Linked DNA regions of Ovis aries: region 1 is linked to region 2. A link is a contact called in public Hi-C data. All regions are on one chromosome and are shown on one strand. Each heading gives the region's core, a stretch centred on a gene start, on an enhancer-like site or on the middle of the called end of the contact. The rest is flanking DNA. Distances are from core to core; before and after follow the strand shown.

Evidence for each region. Hi-C and Micro-C count contacts between places; a contact is called where the count stands out from the background.
Region 1: a contact with region 2 is called in a Hi-C map of skin fibroblasts, with 4 times the contacts expected there. The contact joins the enhancer-like site here to the promoter of LITAF in region 2. A contact is called at or near these places in 7 of 16 Hi-C or Micro-C datasets (blood, liver, omental adipose tissue and 2 more).

Annotation. Positions count from the first base shown.
Region 1 is chr24:10,833,396-10,836,095 of ARS-UI_Ramb_v3.0, reverse strand. No RefSeq gene overlaps it. Among named protein-coding and RNA genes, the nearest start is that of LITAF, 43 kb to the right of the region's middle. Within about 2 kb of position 1,410, at least 14 of the 54 cell types and tissues checked have an H3K27ac peak or open chromatin away from gene starts, as enhancers often do.
Region 2 is chr24:10,790,833-10,793,532 of ARS-UI_Ramb_v3.0, reverse strand. LITAF (lipopolysaccharide induced TNF factor) reads left to right here and starts at 1,385. Exons shown (of 5, transcript XM_060405812.1): 1 at 1,385-1,444.

The sequences.
Region 1 (2,700 bases), core at 161-2,660, 43 kb before region 2:
ACACGACTGAGCAGCTGAACTGAACTAAATCCAGTGAACCCACTCCTAGTATTCTTGCCTGAAGAATCCCACGGACAGAGGAGCCTGGCAGGCTACAGTCCATGGGGTCACAGAGAGCCGGACGCAACAGAAGGGACTTAACGTGCACTTGCAGGCACTACAGGCTGGGCTCCGGAGCGAGGGGCCCCTAACACGTGATCATGTTTCATTCACCCTCAGCCTGGGAGCCAGGAACCTCTGCAGCTCCAGATGGCTGCCTGAGGCATCCGGGAACCAGGATTCATCCCAGCTCTGCCAGCCCGCAAAGCCCTGGGCACTCAACCGCTGAGCTGTGCCGTCACTGGTGAAGCCCTATTCCCGCCAGCTGCAGCCGTTGGCAGGTCTCTTCCCCGAAAGCAGGTGGGTGGTCCCAAGAAGGAAGGAAGGGGCTGCCCAGATCCTCTGTGTGCCAGCTGCTGTGAGCATTGGGGCCAGTGACTCACAGCTGTCACCCCCACCCTGCTACCCGCGGCTCCACACACAGCCCGGAGGGACTGACACCGCCCCACTTCTGAGAACCTCTGCCTCAAAGAGCCACGTGCACCCAAATCCCCATCTCAGGCTCCGTTTCTGGGGAACCTAATCTAAAATGAGGTTATGTCTGATTTCCTCAACTTAGAATCTTCCCATACTCCCTCAGTCCTTCCAGAGTCTTGCCTCTTCGGCTCAGCCAGAGGGTCCACCTCTGCCCCCTGCTGACCCCGCTCCTTGATTCTCAAAAGTGAAAGTGTTAGTCGCTCACACTTTGCGACCCCATGGACTGTAGCCTGCCAGGCTCCTCTGTCCTTGGAATTCTCCAGGCAAGAATACTAGAGTGGGTTGCCATGCCCTCCTCCAGGGGACCTTCCCGACCCAGTATTGAACCTGCATCTCTTGTGTCTCCTGCATTGGCAGGTGCGTTCTTGACCAGCTAAGCTGGCCCAGCACTTGGTAAGAAGAGGCAAGAACAGCTTCTTTGGACACTTTCTATAGAGGCGAGATTTCCAAGGTCTTCTTGTGCATTGCAAGTAGTCATTGAGTGTTGATTTGGCTGGGCATTTGGTAAGATGTTTTCTTGGTGCGTTAGAAAAATCCAACTCCCAGGACTCTGAGCTGGAGGTGAAAGGTGCAGTGACACAGTCTTTTCAGAGGAAAATGGAAAATCTAGGGAGCCTTAAAGGTCTCTGCAGCCACACCAACCTCAAGGCTGGTTAGGGCTGGGATGAGTAATGATTGTCAGGCAGGATAACTTGTTTGAGAAATGAACCAGAGCTTATTTTAGCTATTGAGTCATCACAGAAGAATGAGAAATATTTTCCCTCCCTTCACCTACCACCTCAAGGACCCTCAAGGTCTTTGCTTTCTAAAGAGTGGTGTTTGCCCTGGACTAGTAGAGAATCAAAAAGCCACTTTTTTTTTTTTTTTTTAAGTCTAGTACATAGTCAGGCTTCATCTAGCTGCAAATTACAGTCTCTGACTGAAATTAACTTACACTGAAGCAGAACATATTATTTTGTGCCCCTGGAAATTCAGGAGAGCAACAGCTTTAGGCATGGCTCGATCCAGGGGCTCAGGCAGGTGGTTGGGGATCTGTCTGTGTCTCTTGGCCATGCTTGCCTAATTGTTCAGTGGGCCCTCTCCATTGGCTGGCAAAGATGGTGCATCACAGCCCCAGGGTTTCATCTCACCAGCCTAGTGAAGATTTCCTTTTAGGCTGGAGTTTTTTTGGCTCAGCTTAAGTCACATGCTCATTACTGAAGCAAGCACTGTGGCCAGCCTTGCTCAGTATTCAGGAACCTGGGGTGTGGCTAGGAAGGGAAGATTTGGCAGTAAAAGGAAGAGATATTGTGTACACCTGGGGCCTTAGGGGGATGGAACCAGGCTATCCAGGAGAGGCTTGTGGGAACTGTTTGTGGAAACAAGCTTTCAGAATGGCAAAAGCCTGCCCCCTGGCAAGGAGAATCAGATCTAAATTTCATCAGACTTAGAAAAGCAAACTAATGAGACTTTTCTCACAAGTATTATGGAACTGACTCATACCATCTGGGGGAGTAAATCCTAAATTCTTGTTTGTTTCGTCACTAAATTGTGTCTGACTCTTTGTGACCCCACGGACTGTAGACAGCCAGGCTCGTCTGTCCATGAATTCTCCGAGCAAGAATACTGGAGTGTATTGCCATTTCCTTCTCTGGGGATCTTCCCCACTCAGGGATCCAACCTGCATCTCCTACCTTGGCAGGTAGATTCTTTACTGCTGAGCTACCAGGGAAGCCTCAAGTCCTAAATTCTGGGACTTTCCTCAGCCAGCCTAGTCTCTAGAACTTCTGAGGAAGTGGCTAAGACCATGGGTATGGAGTTGACTCCTGGGCTTGAACCCTGGCTCTGCTACTGATTAGCTGTGTGACCTTGGGCAAGTTACTCAGTCTCTCTGTGCCTCCGTTTCCTCATCTGAAAAATAAGGACCATAACATTTCCTGCCTCATAGGACACAGTGACAATTAAATGAAGCTCTGAAAGAGTGGGTGATGTGCCCATATTTGTGGCTTCAGTTTGCACCAGCTCAAATGACTCCAAGTTCTGGCCTCTACTGTCTCCAGTGCTTGAACGTAGCAGAAGCCTGTTGACTGTTTGTTGAATGAATGAATGAAAGGTTGAAAGGAAAGGTTTACTTCTTTCTGCTCA
Region 2 (2,700 bases), core at 136-2,635:
CAGGAGGAGAAGGGGACGACAGAGGATGAGATGGCTGGATGGCATCACCGACTCTATGGACCTGAGTTTGAGTGAACTCCGGGAGTTGGGGATGGACAGGGAGGCCTGGCGTGCTGCAATTCATGGGGTCGCAAAAAGTCGGACACGACTGAGCGACTGAACTGAACTGAACTGAACTGAAATAGTAGTTACTCATTTCCAGAGCTTTCAGTGATTGAGTGAGAAAGTAGCAGGGGCCACAGGACACCCTGGGTGCATGCAAAGTATTGGGTTGGCCAAACAATTCATTTGGGTTTTTGTTTCATCTTAGGGAAAACCTGAATGAACTTTTTGACCAGTCCAATAGTTAGCAGCTGCTGCTGCTCCTAAGTTGCTTCAGTTGTGTCCGACTCTGTGAGACCCCAGAGACGGCAGCCCACCAGGCTCCACCATCCCTGGGATTCTCCAGGCAAGAACACTGGATCGGGTTGCCATTTCCTTCTCCAATGCATGAAAGTGAAAAGTGAAAGTGAAGTCCCTCAGTCGTGTCTGACTCTTAGCGACTCGGTGGACTGCAGCCTGCCAGGCTCCTCCGTCCATGGGATTTTCCAGGCAAGAGTACTGGAGTGGGGTGCCATTGCCTTCTGCGAGTTAGCAGCTAGGATAGGTTTAATTTAGCACAATCTGTGCTGAACGCTTTGCTTGCATTGTTCAGCTAAATCTCTGTGGATCTTACGAGACAGGTACTGTTATGCCCATGTTACAGACAGGAGACTGAGGCCAGAGCAAGTGGGCACATGGCCAAAGGCACATAGATTTTCTTGGGTTGCCTGGATGCATCTGAATGCACAGAATTGAGGTATGGGGAGAAAAGGGCCGACTTCCGGAGGGCAGGGAGCGCTGGATGCCTTGGCAAGGGATCTGGAGGTGATCAGCATTGTCTGAGAACCGGGAAGGAGAACAAATGCCGAAGATGGGGACCCAGGGGCGCAGGGGAGAGCAGAGTGGGAATGGAAATCAGGAGGGGAGTTCAAGGTTGTGCGGGCACGTGGCGCGGATCCACGAGCAGGAGCAGAACCCGAAAGGGGAGACACTCTCTGAGAGTGGGGTCTGGGCTGAAACTAGGGGGTTCCAGGGAGTGAGCGGGGTCTAGGGGTGTCAAGGGGGTGTTCCGAGGGTAGCGGGAGATCGGAGCGGTGGAGGGGAAGGGTAGAAGCCAGAGGGTCGCAGGTCCCTGATGGGGTTTCTAGCTTGGGGGAGGCGGCCCCCCGCGAGTGGGAAGGATCGGGTCCAGGCGGCGCATAGAGGCGGGGACAAGCCGGAAGCGGGAGCCGGAGCGCCCCGCCCCGGCCGGTCCAGCTCCCGCCCCCCGCCTTCAGGCGCTCCTCCCCGCCGTCTTCCAGCCAGTCCGCCCCCCAGCTCCATCTGCTCAGACCTCCCGGCTCGACTGGCGGCGCGCGCGGCGGTGAGTGAGGAGCGCGTTGGCTGGCGGCGGGGGCGCGGGCTGGGGTCGCCGACGGGAGGAGGCAGCGACCGGGGTGCTGATCCGCGGAGCGTCGAGCTGGTGGTGGCTGGAGAGCGGGGTCGGTGCGGCGCCAGCACCAGCTCCGGACTCCGCGGGAGTGGTGGCGGTGTCCCGGAACCCTGGCGGGTCCCCGGGGTTCGAAGTGGTTGGAGGGCGTCGGAGTCCCGCCGCGATCTTCCACGCGGGGCCGGGGAGGCCGGGCTTCCAGTCACTTGGCGCTTGTTCCCGCCGCAGTCCAGGCAGGGTCCCGTTCCTGCTCCCCGAAGTGAGCCGATCGCCCGCGGATCGCGCGCGGTGGGGTCATCCCGCCCTCACCTGAAAGCGCGCCCCGTGTTGCTCGCGGGGGTCTCCTCCTCGGGAGAGGACACCCCGAAGCTTTTCAAGAAAGTTTCGTCTCGCTTGGTAGCTGCTCTCTCAAAGTTGAAGTTTCCAGACTTATTATCGCACGGCTATTCAGAAACAAAACCAACCAACCAAACAAAAAAAGCCCAACAGATTTCCGACGCCGGTCCCAGAAATTCGACTTCTGGGGTCCACGATATCTGCTTTTCCCCGCCATCCCCCGCTCCAGGGGGTTCCCCATAGTATTCAGGACCGCTCTCGGCGGACACCGGCGGGCCTAGGGAGCCCACGAGAGATAAAAATTCCGGACACAGAGCAAACGGAGCCAGGGCCCTGGCTAGACCCCTCGCGGGGAGGGGTTGTGGGGGGGGGGAGCGGGTAAGGTAGGCACCCTGTGAGCGCAGGGGTCGGCCGGGACCCCGTCCACTGCCGCTGCCAGATACATGCCAGTGGCACAGGCCGGCAAGGTGGACATTGGCCCTCCACGCCCAGCTAGGTAGGTGGCCTCTTTCTCTTTGGTTTCCAGGTCACTGTGATCTGGGCAGTGGAGTCATTGTTATGCCAGAAACCCTTCATCAAGGTCAGGACAGGAGGTGATGGGGAAATGGGCAATTCTGGACCGGCTGTGCATTCCAGGGATCAGGCCGGCTGGTCTTTGATTAGTTGTCTGGTGGCTTTTGTGCTGCCGATAAGTGGGGCTGATGTCATTGCATGTCGGACTGAGCTTTGGTGGCTGGGAAATCCAAATTCTGGAAGGCACAGGGCCTTCCCATCTTAGTGCATCAGAGTAAGACTCGCCCACCCATCTTCCCAAGGGGAATAAGCCCTTGGCTGGGTGAGCTGGTGCTGGTTCA